Linked DNA regions of Mus musculus: all the other regions are linked to region 1. A link is a contact called in public HiChIP or PLAC-seq and promoter capture Hi-C data. All regions are on one chromosome and are shown on one strand. Each heading gives the region's core, a stretch centred on a gene start, on an enhancer-like site or on the middle of the called end of the contact. The rest is flanking DNA. Distances are from core to core; before and after follow the strand shown. Region 1 holds the start of Atcay (ataxia, cerebellar, Cayman type). Region 2 overlaps Dot1l (DOT1-like, histone H3 methyltransferase (S. cerevisiae)). Region 3 holds the start of Gna11 (guanine nucleotide binding protein, alpha 11).

Region 1 (4,559 bases), core at 1,360-3,859:
CCCCCACCCTGCCTGTCACTCCCCGGACTCCCCGCCCCGCCCTCCCGCGGACCCCAGGGGCCGTCGCCCCGCCTCGGGCCCGCCCCGCTCCCCGTGACTCACGACCGAGTCCCGCGGGGTTGGGGCGCCTCGCCGCCCACGGGGCTCGTTACCTGGACGACGGGTTGGTGCCCTGCGCGAGGCCGGAAGAGCTGCTAGCCGCCATGTCCACGTCCTCCCGGAGCCCACGGGAGTGACGTCAGGGCCTTGCCCCCGACGCACCGCCCCGTGCTCGTTCAAGCCCCGCCCCTGCTCGAACCTGCCATCCCTAGCCCCAGAGAGCCTCAGCCTGTCTCCGCCCACCGGCCAAGCCCCGCCCCCTACGGAGGACGCCTAACTCAGGTGCCTCTATGATGATGAAAGGACATCTTAGGGAAGTCGGTTCTAGACCCGGCCTGCCATCCGCCACGTGGAGTCCCAGGGATCAAGGATCAAACTCCAGTAGTTGGGCTTGGCGGCAAGCCCCATCACCTGCTGATGTACACTGCCACCTTCCTTATCTCTTCTTGGACGCAAGGCAGAGAGCTGGCTGATTCTTGAGAAAGCTTGAGAAATTCCAAGGCTGAGAGAGTGGGTGGGTGGCACGTGACCATCCTTGACCTGAGCATGTGTGGCCTCCAAGGCTTAAGGCTCTAGGTGTGTAGCCCACGTCTTTCTAGAAGGCAGGGGGACTGTGGCAGTTTCTCTTGAGTTACATGTGATCTTTTCCCCTATTATTTATTGCAAGCCCTGTGCCCTTGACTTTTGCCTCTGAGAGTCCAACTTCTGACGTGTTCTAGAAAGGTGCAAACTGATTTATCAGTGCTAAAGGAAACACACAAAATGGAGTAATAGCCCAGAAAATGCAAGGAAACCCAGACACCTATTCCAACATGGATGGATGGCCCTTGAGGACAGCATGTCAGCATGAGTCAGACACAAAAGGACACTCGGACCAGGATCTCACTTCCAGGAGGTTCCTGGAGTCCTCAGACTGACAGACACAGGAAGTAAGATATAAGAAGTAGGGAGGTGATGGGCATAGTGTGGGTAGATGGAAGGTTCTGAAAGTGGGTGGGAGTTATGGCCGCACCGACAGGTGAATGAGCCTCGTGCTCAGTGAGACAGTAGGCACGCATTTCCATGGTGGGAAATGCCTAGAACAAACCTGTTGTCAGGAAGAGAGAGCCTATGTGACCTATACTCACATGTACACTCGTATGAACGTAGGAGATCCGAGAGTACTGACAGTACAGGCAAAGGCCTTGTGGCAGGAAGGAACTTGATGTGCTCACAGGATGTGCAGAAAGAACCTTGGAGATCCACTACTATGTGGGGTCTTATATTAGTTACCAGGAAAGATAAGAAACTGAATGGAGGGGGGTTAAACCCCAAACATTTATTCTCTCACACTTTCAGGGACCAAAGTCTGGGCGATTAGTTCTTTATGGACACTGGGGACATCCTTCTCTGCTCTCTTTTACTTCTGGTAACGTCTGGAAATCAACTGCAGTTCTCAGCTGCTAAATCAAATTGTAGCTTAGTCTCCATTTTCCCCAGGACCCTTGCTTGCCATACTAGGCAGAGCTCTACCCCTGACCACTGGCTGAATTCTACATAGGACATCACCTCTGACCACGCCCCCACCCCTCTTTAAATGTTTGTGTGTGTGTGTGTGTGTGTGTGTGCATGTGCCAGTGCATGTGTCAGTGCACATGCAGAGGGCAGACGTTGACATCAATGGCCCTCCGATTGCTTTTCAGTTAGCCCCAGCCTCCTCCCGCGCTTGCTTCGGGCTGAAACTGCCAGTGCACACCAGCTTCTCTGCCTACCCCCCTCCTCCCTGACAGCTCCACGCACACCTGCTGAACCATCCAGCATGACCCCTCTTCTCACTTCTGAGATGGGGGCTCACCAAGTTGTCCAGGCTGACCTTAGTCCAACCTGGATTTGAACTTGCAACGCGCCTCCCCACCCCCCACCCCCCGGTCTCAGCGCTTCCAGTACTTGAGACCAGGATACAAACTGTCTTTCCATCCCATCCAACTGCAGATGCTGAGCTGCATGCGAGCTGTCCATTTTTCCATCAGCTTCTAGATTTCCTCTGGGCAACTGCAGGGGCGCTGTTCCCACGGTAGCGCAGACCCAATACATCTAAAACAATCAGCCAGGTTCGCTGCATCCCAACATTCTGCCTTGTCCTGGGTGAATGAGGGACCCTTTGACTCACCCTGAAAGGGGGATCTGGAAGCCTCCATTTCTTTGCCCTCAAAGATGGTTTCAAGGGCGTCTCTTCCCCCGTACCAAAGAATCCTGCAGGCTCCCCGCCCCCATCCTGTAAGAGTTAGGCCACGGCTGCTTGTCCGTTTATTTATTTTCTCTTATGGTTTTGCATAAGTAAGATGCACCATCTCAGAGACTTTTTTTTTTTTTTTTTTTTTTTTTTTTGCACCTGCTCTGGGCATGGCTGGGAGAAATGCTTTCGCCTCAGCCAATGGGGAGAGGAGGATGCAGGCAGGGATGCTAGAACTGTCTATCAGGCCTGGGCCCGCCCCCTGCACACAAAAGCAGCTTCCTCCACTATCTGAGGGAAAGACAGAGCCTCAGCCATCAGAAAGGGAAAAGCCAGAGCCGCGGCAGGCCTGGGCTGCGATGGCAGGGGAAACAGTGACTAAAGGGGGACAGGGGTGCTGCTACTAACCCACGGCGCCGCCTTCTACAGTTGGGCCGGACAGGTGTGCTGTGGCCACGTCGCCCTGGGTGACCTTCCTCAGATGTGGACTTGGCCCTGAGCATCCTTCCACCAGGCCCCTCGCCTGGGTACCATCGAGAAATGCCCGCCTTTGTGTCCAAGTGACAGCGCAGAGGCAGCTTCCGCTACCGAGGTGAGTGGGCCTTTTGCAAACTGGAAATTTAAATTGTCATTTGTCCCTTGCTTCTAGCCCAGCTATGGAAAGGTTTATTGGGGAAATGCTGGCGGCACCCCAGCGCGGATGCTGCGCCAGCCAGGAGGGTCGGGGGTGGGGTGAGGGGAATGCAGAACCCAAGGATTAGAGCCCCAGTTCTCGGTGGAGCATCCTGGGGGCGGTAAACCTCCCATCCGGTGTCGAGTGTTTTCTATTTATAACCCTGACTGCGGGCTCGGAGAAATCAGCATTGCATATACATTAAAAAGGGTGGGTATTTTAGCAGCGTGGCCACCGGCATAGACCTATACTGTTTATCCTGGATTTGGGGGGGTTCCTGGTCTCTCGCTGTCACTTGGCATTCATGGACACCCACCACACCCAGGACTTGGAAGTATGTAGATAAGGGGGTCCTTTCCTGGTCACGGTGCTCATGGGGTACCCGTGTCACCTCCCTGCACAGACACAATAGATTTGGTTCAGTGCTTGGGGAGGCTGGCTGCTCACCCCATGTTGGGGACACACTGGGGGACAGATTTTTTTCTCCTCTGCTGTGTCTCGGTCTTCTTCATGAATGGGTGATGACATTCAAGTGGGCCCCGCCTCCTCTGGGCTCCGAATCTCCCAGGCACATCTCAGCTGATGGCCATCATCTACTGGCTGCTGGAGACACACCCCAGCCACCAGCCCTATACCACACTGATCGCTGGGCAGGGCAGTGGCCCTTGTCATCAGATCAGGGAGCTGAGTAGGGGTGACATGGTGGTAAACCCTAACATCCCGGGTCTGGACCCTGGAATTCTGTTGTAAATATGGAAATAAGAAGAAAAACATGATGTAGCAGACATGACCCTGTTGGTGGCAGGGTTTGGTTTGGGGGCGTCCCTAGTTGTGTGTGTGGGGGGGGGTTGCCCTCCCAACACTGGCTGCCAACATGAAGTGCTTCCATCTGACAGTCTGAGGGATCTCCATGGCACCAGAGCACCACTCTGCCCCGATACCTTGCCGGCGAGGGAGGAAGAAGAACCAGCCCAGTTGTAACTACCGTTCACAAACCAGAAAGAGCTGCAAGGGCTCACCTCACAAAAGGACTTGGTCGGCAGCACTCTGGTGGCTTCTGGGAGCACAGAGCTAAGCCTAGAGACACCTGTTGGCCTGAGTTTGCTGCTTGGGACCCACATGGTAGAAGGAGAGACCCAGGACCTCCACTTTGTCCTCTGACCTCCCTGAAATAGCCAAAGAAGTACCAACACCCTACACAATGACAAGATAGATAACTAATTGTAAAAGTGACCAAACTGGCAATGGTGGTGTACACCTTTAATCCTGGCACTTGGGCTGAGGTAGGACCACATAGTGAGATTCAGGAAAACTAGGGCTATACACACACACACACCTACAAAAATAATCACAGCTGGGGCTGGAGGGGAGGTGGCTCAGTAGTTAGAGCTCTGGCTGCTCTTGCAGAAGACCTGGGTTCAATTCCCAGCATCCACACAGCAGCTCATAACCACCTGTAACTCCAGGTCCAGGAGATCCAACCCTTTCTTTTTTGTCCTCCAAGGGTACAAGGCATGCACAGAGTGCAGACATCTGTACAGGCAAAACACATACATGCAACATAAGTCTGAGACA
Region 2 (4,559 bases), core at 1,333-3,832, 460 kb after region 1:
GCTATCTATTCCTGGTTGTCAACTTGACTATATCTGGAATGAACTACAATCCAGAATTGGAAGGCTCACCAGTGATCCTAATCTGGAGGCTGGGAGATACAAGTTTCTGACCTGGATCTTGGTATGAAGATCTTGAGGCATAGTGGCTATGGATTCCAGATTAAGACAGGGAGACCTCCGAGTTCAAGGTCATCTGGGATTAAAGGTGTGATGGCACACACCTTTAATCTGGGCTACACCTTCTGCTGGAGACTACATAAGGACATTGGAAGAAGAAAGGCTCTTTCTCCTTTGCCTGCTTGCCCTGTGGGACTGAGCAACTGCTAGATCCTTGGACTTCCATTCACAGCTGCTGCTGACCATTGTTGGGAGTTGGACTGCAGACTGTAAGTCATCAATAAATTCCTTTACTATATAGAGTATAATAAACTACCCATAAGTTCTGTGACTCTAGAGAACCCTGACTAATACACCATGCCAACTGCCCTCCCTACCACTCTTTCACAAACTGCAGGAGGTCCTAGTGCTTGGCTGCCCTGGGAGGCCTAGGAGTCAACACCATGCAAATCCAGTGGGAGTGACCAGCCTTGCAAGTGGGGAGCCACTTACCAGCTGGTGGATGCTGTCGATGGCCCGGTTGTATTTGTCACACAGCCGCTGCATGCTTTCAAAACTGAAAAAGGAAGGAGAGAGTGTGTGTGTGTGTGTGAGTGAGTATGTGTGTGTTATTGGAGGCCACCGGGCTCCAGAACACCAACATGTCTGGCCAGCTCTGTGCTCAGACGGTCCCTGGACACAGGAACAAGGCCAAGGCAGTTTGGGTAACTCTACTTCACATGTCAATTCCACAGTCAGACTGTCACTTAGATGAGGAACTTTAAGAGCATGTCATAACTATGACCTAGGCGAGGGCTGGGGAGATAGTTTCAGCAGCTAGTGTGCTTGTTTCTAACTAAGTATGAGGTCCTGGGTTTGAGTCCTGAGAACCTACCAAAAGCAGGGCAGAATGAGGTCCTGAGTTCTCCATCCTTCTAAGGAAGAAGGGGGCAGGGTTGGCATGTGCAGCATTCAAAATTAAGAAGTCATCTCAAATGAGGTAGAAGGTAGAGAGACTAGGCTCTCCTCTCTAAGCTGTAAGGAGCATGTGAGACAACAGGATGGGGCACTGGCCCACACTGACAACTCCAGCTCTCAGGAGGTGGAAAGATGCAGAGATGGACAATGTTACAAGTTCAAGCCAGCCAGGGCTATACAGTGAAACCTGTCTCCAAAAAAGAAAACGAAGTTGGAACATGTGAGACAGCCTAGTATAGCAATGACAGCAATGGCTACCTCTGCAAGAGTATTCAGGTTCTGTTCCCAGCACCCACAAAGAGGCTCACAACCAGCTATAGCTTCAGCTCCAGGGGATTCTTCTGGCCCCTGTGGGTACTGCCTGCATATGTTGTAGAGACAAACAAATGGGCAAACGTTCACACTCAAAGTAAAAATAAATGGAGCCGTTTAAAAAGGAGGCAAGCAGGCATAGTGCCTTGGATTGCTTGGGCAGTGGAGGCCCTGCCAATTTCTGGACTCCAGGCCACCATCAGCCAGGACCAGGTGCAGGGGTATCTGGCTTTTGGACAGGCCTGGGGCAGGACCCCTTAATTTCTTGGTTTCTTTGAGAAGACCCCTGTGTACTTTGACCGCCAAGTAGCAGAAGCACAGTTCTAGGGATGAGAGTGCTACTCCACACCCCCTATGTTCAGGGATACCCTAAATGCCCAGGAGGAGACTAATGCTGGGGACAGGATGCTCTGGAACACTAAGACACACAGACAGCTTCCTCCCCATGTGAGGGAGTCACACAATGCCACTTGATGCCCCAGCACTCTGGTGTGTTACAGTATGAACCTGGACTGGCCCCAATCATGTGTCTTACACCTTTCTTTCTCTCTTTTTTTTTTTTTTAAAGATTTATTTATTTATTATATGTAAGTATACTGTAGCTGTCTTCAGACACTCCAGAAGAGGGTGTCAGATCTTGTTACAGATGGTTGTGAGCCACCATGTGGTTGCTGGGATTTGAACTCCGGACCTTCAGAAGAGCAGTCGGGTGCTCTTACCCACTGAGCCATCTCACCAGCCCACCTTTCTTTCTCTTAAAAGGAACCCAGGACAGCTGCAGCCACAGAACAGAGCATGGCATCCCTGAACCGGGAAAAGCCAAAGCAGGGCGAGGTGTTGGCACACACAACTACAGTCCCAGCTACTTGGAATTTGGGTCATGCGAGCCCCAGGAGTTTGAGGTCACACCAGGTAAGGTAAGAAAGCCTACTCGACGACCAGAGGGGTGGAGGGTCCCACTGCAGGGTTCTGGGTGGGTTCCTCACATGAAAAAAGTCGTTTCCTGGGGTCCAGGAGCTTCACAGAGGAAGTGAGATAGAGGGCTGAAGTTAATTCCAACTCTATAAGGACACAGGCTCCTGCCTTGGGTCAGCAGTGAGCTCGAGTCCACTTACACCCAGTTGCTAGTCAGAGGGCAAGGGGCCCAGCCAGTGGACTGTAGGACTGTCCTGTCCCAGTGTCACTAAGGCTGGCAGGAATCCTTTCTAATAATCAGGTCATAGGTCAAGCAAAGCTTTTTTAGGCAGGCTCTGAGCAGGAGGTAGAGCCTGGGCTATTCTTTCTCAAAGAAAAACAAACCTGGCTCCAGGCAGCATTCCAGGGATGCCTTTGCTTCTCCGCCCACTCTGCACAGAAGGCCTACCTAGGTGGGGGCAAGGATTGGCCTCACCCAGCACCTATGGTGGCAAGGTGGAGGCCCATCAACATAGCGCTGGCAGGACCTGCTGTTAAAACGGCCAGTAGCTCTCTCACCAGCCCTGGTAATTTCCCACATATCAATTCAATGTGTACAGTGTAGGAGTTCCCAGTGATTGCCTCACTCCTCCAGCCAGATACACTCTTCTACCAAAAGAGCTTCCCGAAGGAAGCGTAGCAAGGGTGTAGGCAGCGGGGTAGGTGCAGCCCACAGCCTGCTCCATCCCTTCCTGCTCACCTTTTGGTGTCGTAGTCGATCAGGACATAGTTCTCCATGGCCAGCTTGAGATCTGGGATTTCCTCGCAGACCCACCTGAAATGGAACACAGAGGTGTTGCTGGCCTCAGCACGACGCTCTCTGGAGTGTGTGTGTGTGTGTGTGTGTGTGTGTGTGTGTGTGTGTGTGAATGTTACTGTGCAAGTTCATGAGGAGCTATTGAGAAATCACAGATTTTGAGGCCAAGGTCAGTGTTGGCACTTGGAAAAGAAATAAATTCATATATTATGGTAAAAAGCAAAATATTAGACAGGCTCAGTGGTACAAGCCAGCCAATCCAGCACATTGGGTGGGGCTGAGGCATAAAAATTTCTAATTCAAGGCCAGTCTGGGCTACATAATGGGACCTTTCCCCAAGATGGGGAGGGAGCTGGCAAGATGGCTCAGTGGGTAAAAGCAACTGTGGCACAGAACCAACAACCCAAGTTCAATCCTGTAGCCTACACAAGGAGGAGAAGCAATTTCACAAAGCTGCCCTCTGCCCCCACCATATGCTGTGGCATGTGTGTACCTGACAAATCAACCACACACAAACATAATTAAAAAAAAAAAAAAAAAAAACTCTGGGGGAGGGACCAGCTTGGGATATAACACCCCGCCCCACCCCGCCCCCAGACAGGATTTTTCTACACAGCCTTGACTGTCCTGAACTCACTATGTATACCAAGGGGCAAACCAGGCTGGCCTCAAAACTATAGTGATGCTCCTGCCTCTGCCTCACAAGTTCTGCTGGGTTCCACTCCAGCCAGATACACTCTTCCACCAAAAGAGCTTCCTGGAGGCTTAGACAGTTGGCAAGGGTGTGGGTGGGCCTTCTTAGGTTAGGTATGTATGTACTTGTAGATGCACAAGATGGGGTGACATGTGTACCATAGCACACATAAGAGATCAAAGGAAATCTGTAGCCAGTCCCCTCCTTCCATCTTCATTCACATGGCTTCCAGAGATGTACTCAGGTCCCCAGGCTAGCACTATACCCAACTTAACTGGCCTCTTTACGGCCCCGGCTGGCTTGTAAGTCCCACTGCTTCCACTGCCTCCACCTGTGGCATTGAATGGCAATCTATGAGTCCAGTCTCTATGGTCTGCCAGGGCTTTCCCCAGTAATCTATGTCCACTATTACAGGAACCACAGGATGCTTCAGAAAAAAGGCTGCAGATCCATCCCAACAGGCAGCTGCCCTGGCACCATGTGTCTGCTGGTGTCACAGGAAGGAGGTCCTACTCATAGTCCTTACAAACTCCCATCTTTCTCCAATCCAAAGGTGGGGACTAGTGAAGGGAAGATGGGGGACACAGAGACGTCCCAAGTCCCATCTCACAGGAGGTAGCAAGCAGCTCAGAGGCTGCACATATGTGAGCTGGCTCCATCCCCACCATGGCAGGGGAAACAAACAACTGAGGTTTTCCCAGACAAGGGTCATGGAGAGATGCCTCTGCCAGGGCTCCTCCTGCCACACTTCCCAGAGGTCCCAGTGAG
Region 3 (4,559 bases), core at 1,450-3,949, 310 kb before region 1:
TCCCAAGTGAGTCCTGGCAGGATACAGGTCGGGAAGGACTCAGTTCCTCTAAGGGCTGGCCCCAGGGAATGTGACCATGCTCCAGTGCACATTATACAGGCAACACAAACTGGACTTGTGGGTTTTTAAATTTTTCTTTTTTTGGGGTGGGGCTCACAAGGTTGGGGGTAGACCTGGGAGGGTTGGGAAGTGAGTATGATCAGGGTTCATGATATGAACTCCCCAAATAATAAGAAAAATTATGTTGGAGAAGAAAAAAAGAGACCTGAGCCACCATGGGTGTCACCGTCATTGAGAACAAGAGTTATCCTGGGTCAGTTCGGAGCACAGGAATCACCAACCCCAAACTGGGTGAGGCAGGAGGAAGCTGCAGTCCGGGCCAGTCTGGTTTACAGAGCCTCAGTCTGTCCTTCCTCGGTGGTACCTGCACATGGCCTTGGGTGTGCTCACCCCCGTGGACGCACACTGGCCATTGGGTATCCTCCACCATGGCCCTCTGCCTCTTTGCCCTGCGCCAGTCTGCTAGGCCATGAGTACCTGGATTTATCTGTCTCCACCTCAGTGTGGGGATGAGGTGGGGTCACCGGTGTGTGCAGCCATCAGTGGGTGTTGTGTTTGAACTCAGGTCCTCATGCTTGCCTAGAAAGTCCTCTTAGGAGCGGAGTACTCCCCTCAGCTCCACCCTGCTGCCCCTTTTGACAGGGTTTCTCTGTGTGCCCCTGGCTGTCCTGAAACTCACTCTGTAGACCAGACCACCTTGAACCTCACGAGAGATCCAACTGCCTCTGCCTCCAAGGTGCTGGAATTAAAGGCGTGCGCCAAGGCCTGGCTGCTTGGAACCCTTTTTTGCCGACAATTTACCAGGTGATGATCCCTAACCCATGAATCCAAACAGAACAGCTCACAGGGGCTGGAGGGTAGTATGGCCCAGTGGTACCGTACTTGCTGTTCCTGCAGAGGACCCAGGTTTGGTTCCCAGTATCCACTGGGGGTTCACAGCCACCTGTAACTCCAGCTCCAGAGATGTGACACCCTCACAGGCAAGGAAAACATCAGTGCATGTAAAATAAGATTAAATTATTTTAAGAAAAGGAAACTATGTATGCACACAAAGATAAATGTGAACAGGCATCATGGCATATGCCTGTCATTCCAGCACTGGGATGGTCAAGGCTCAAGGGGTTGCGCCTATGAGCTGCAAGAGGAACTTTGACCACATTGGGCCACCCGGGAGCCCCTTGTCTGGGCCATGAACTCCTGGGGTGGGGACAGAGGCCCTGATAGGAGAGTTTCAGAGGAATAATCTCCCCACAACCCCAATCAGCTAGTAAATGAAGACTTTGACCCTCCCCTTGCCGTCTTATCTCAAGGCTGGGCAATCAGGCAGGGACTGGGACAGGAACGCATGCAGCACAGGCCTGACTTTCAAGTTCTTTGTAGTCTCTTATTATTGACACATGCCCTGATTGAGTGCTGACTGGGTACGCATGCCTCTTTCTGGAAGGTAGAAAACACTTCTCAGGTTTGTGAGTTAGTTTACACTTGGGGGACTCAGATTGACCCACCAACAGGGAACTTACCTGCCTGGTACATGCGGGGGGCGGGGGTGGGGTGGGTTCCACTCCAGCACATGCAAACCACATTCATGGGCGTTCACATGCACAACAACAGCGTAAATTGGTGCTTGGTATACAGCAGGCAGACTGTTAATAATGCTTATTCTTCACCTGCCAGTAAGCCTGGTTGACAGTATATATGTATGTATGTGTGTGTGTGTGTGCGTGTGTATATATATACACACATATACATATATACATATATGTGTATGTATATATACACACATATGTACATATACACACATATATGACATATGTATATATGTATATATATATATATACACACACATATATATATGAAATCAGGCAGCATATTAATAGGAGGTACTGTGCTGCATCAGCACATAGTACACAGTAGGAGCTATATACAATATGTGGTATACGGCAGGCACAGCATTCATATTTGGCATACGTTGTATATGTGAAAAACACTTGGTTTGTATACCCTATATTGAATGTGGCAGTTACATATGCGTGTTTCCTTAAGGCTTGGTATACAGTAGATGTGATATTAATGCCTGAGCTACCACAGGCTGCCGCATCAGTGTATACTCTACAGCAAGCATTGTGTTCATACTTGTGACCTGTGTGGTATTTAACGAGTGCTGCATGAATGTACTGTACACAGTAGGGCATGAATTTCTGCCTGGCACACGATAGGCCTGCTTAGGAATGGATGAGCGAGCCGGTCAGGGCGTTTTCTCACATCCGCAGGCGGTGACGGCCTCGCTCCAGAGAACTGCAGCCTCTCTCTTGGCGCTCTCAGCACAGCCTCGGGGAGCCGAGAGAAGCCGAGCGCAGCCGAGCGGCGCCTGCCCGAGCCGAGAGGAGCCGAGTGTAGCCGAGCGGCGCCTCCCCGAGCCGAGCCTCGCTTCGCCTCCCGAAAGGAACCGAGCTCGGGCTTCCGAGTCCTCCCCATTCCCACAATCCTCGGCGTCCGCGCCCAGCCGCGAACCGTTCAACCCCTTCCCACGTCGACGCAACCCCACGCGCGCTTGCGCTGCGCCCTCCAGACCCCGCCCCCGAGCGGCGAGGCCCCGCCCCCAGGCGATCCTAAAGTCCTGTCCCTGCGGCGCGCGCGCGCGCGCAGCCGTGCGGCCCCTCCCATTGGCCGCGCCGCCTGCCCGTCCCGGGGCCCGTGGCAGCGCTTCAGGTCCTCGGGCGCCGGCGCTCGGTGGCGACGGCTGCGGGTAGCGGCGGCGGCGGCGGCTGCGCTGCACGGCGCGGACGGTGGACGCGCCTCTGGGGCCGGGCCGTGGCCTTCGGGGAACCGGGAAGAGGTAGGGCCGGGCCGGCGGCAGCCGGAGGACCGCGACGATGACTCTGGAGTCCATGATGGCGTGTTGCCTGAGCGACGAGGTGAAGGAGTCGAAGCGCATCAACGCGGAGATCGAGAAACAGCTGCGGCGGGACAAGCGCGACGCCCGGCGCGAGCTCAAGCTGCTGCTACTTGGTGAGCTGCGTGCCCGTGCCGTGGGACCTCTGTCACGGGGACCGGGTGGGTGCACGGGGCATCCGGGCCTTGCCGGGGTCTCCGCGCGCGCAGGGTGCTGCAGCCGCCGCGGTCTCTGGTCCCCGGCGAGTAGCGCGCGGTGACAGTCGGGTGCGACCCCTTCAGACCGCTGCCCACGGCCTGTCGGGCCACCTCGGATGTCCTCGGGGCAACTAGTCAGCGCTGCCCTGCAGCGGTCAGCCCTTCCGGGATCGCTGCACCCTGAGCAGTGCAGGTGGCTTGGGCCTGTGGTGGCCAGCTTCTCCCGTGTGGTCCCCTGGGCTCAGCCTGTGCGACCCTTTGTGGCCAGCCTTTCTGTTATCCAGGCCTTAGATTCATTCGGGGTCAGCCTCCTGCCTCTGATATCTGTGGTGAGATTTTGCATCTGCTGGCCACATTGGGCCCCAGGACCCTGGGAGACTTGCTTTCTGTCGCTCCTGAGAATTCTTGCACGGAGGTGGCCCTTGGCCCTGCCGCACCAAGTAGGCTCTCTCCTTTCCATTGTCCCCACATAGCCTCCGGTGAGCCCTGTAAGCTGTCTTGCTCTCATGATGCCCCTTTGGATTACAGACTCCCCAAGACAGTTCCCAAAGGGTTGCACCCTCCTCTCTACCTCCAAGGACTATACACCCAAATGGTCCTGCTTTGCTTCTGGCTTGTTGCTTTCGTGGGTACTCCTCAGTCTCCCTCTCTTTTCCATAGATCCTCTGAATTCCTCCACATTGGAGTGGGTGGCTTTTCTTCTTTGGGCTTCTGTTGTGCCGGAACCCAGTAGGTTGACAGCAGTCAGCCTTGCAGCCTCCCTGGCCCTGTCCTGCCTCCTGGGGGTCCAGTCTTGTCCTCTCCACACCCCACCCACCCCAGGGAAGCTCAATGTGTGTCTGTCACTTCCTGGGGTTCTGACTCCTCAAGGCCCACCTGTTGCTGGGAGCCAGGGAGCCCAGGTCCTCTTGTTGTCACCCCAAATAAGAGCCCAAAATGAGGACAGGGTAGCCTGGGCCCTGTGGGGGTTTACAAAACAGACTGGGGAGCTCTGCCTGCCCCTCCCAGATCCCAGATGAGCTACATGCAGTTCAAGAATGGGGACCCAGGACAAAGGGTGGCCTTGGAGAACCTGAGGAAAGGACTGTGGGGAGCCTTTGACTAGGAGGGGTGGAGGGCAGTGATACTCCAATTGTCCCATGAGAGATGTCAGGTAGGAGTACACGCTGTCTTCTGTTGCTGTGGCCTGTGTGGTTCTCAGGGTCATGGAGCCTTGGTTACTTTTCTCCAGCATGGTGGGATTCCCTCAAAGCTCTATGCAGCTTTCCAGGAAGGATGGGATAAGAAGAGGACAGAGCAGCCCAGAGCAAACAGCAGTGGCCCCAGGGTAGTCATATGGGGGCCACAGTATGGCCCTAGCCCACCTCTGCAGGGGGTCAGCAGCTGCCAGGTAAAGATGACATTGGTTG

What was found. Promoter capture Hi-C pulls out the DNA fragments that hold promoters and counts their contacts. HiChIP or PLAC-seq counts read pairs in DNA pulled down with a chosen protein or histone mark.
Region 2: a contact with region 1 is called in a promoter capture Hi-C map of embryonic stem cells. The contact joins the enhancer-like site here to the promoter of Atcay in region 1. A contact is called at or near these places in 4 of 39 promoter capture datasets (cranial neural crest, embryonic stem cells, liver and 1 more), 1 of 484 Hi-C or Micro-C datasets (embryonic stem cells) and 1 of 115 datasets of contacts at active chromatin or transcription factors (pancreatic cancer cells).
Region 3: a contact with region 1 is called in an H3K4me3 HiChIP or PLAC-seq map of embryonic stem cells, with 4 times the contacts expected there. The contact joins the promoter of Gna11 here to the promoter of Atcay in region 1. A contact is called at or near these places in 8 of 39 promoter capture datasets (the HPC-7 cell line, cranial neural crest, embryonic stem cells and 4 more), 1 of 484 Hi-C or Micro-C datasets (B cells), 5 of 115 datasets of contacts at active chromatin or transcription factors (embryonic stem cells, large pre-B cells and pancreatic cancer cells) and 1 of 9 other capture datasets (liver).

The regions. Positions count from the first base shown.
Region 1 is chr10:81,228,836-81,233,394 of GRCm38.p6, reverse strand. It overlaps Atcay (ataxia, cerebellar, Cayman type), which reads left to right and starts at 2,609. Exons shown (of 13, transcript NM_178662.4): 1 at 2,609-2,903. It overlaps Zfr2 (zinc finger RNA binding protein 2), which reads right to left and starts at 232. Exons shown (of 18, transcript NM_001034895.3): 1 at 153-232. The coding sequence starts at 205.
Region 2 is chr10:80,764,719-80,769,277 of GRCm38.p6, reverse strand. Dot1l (DOT1-like, histone H3 methyltransferase (S. cerevisiae)) reads right to left here. Exons shown (of 28, transcript NM_199322.2): 3 at 3,041-3,115; 4 at 610-673. Among named protein-coding and RNA genes, the nearest start is that of Dot1l, 12 kb to the right of the region's middle. Within about 2 kb of position 2,582, at least 57 of the 459 cell types and tissues checked have an H3K27ac peak or open chromatin away from gene starts, as enhancers often do. A contact at or near this core is called in embryonic stem cells and liver, where this site is marked.
Region 3 is chr10:81,543,302-81,547,860 of GRCm38.p6, reverse strand. It overlaps Gna11 (guanine nucleotide binding protein, alpha 11), which reads left to right and starts at 2,699. Exons shown (of 7, transcript NM_010301.4): 1 at 2,699-3,069. The coding sequence starts at 2,934.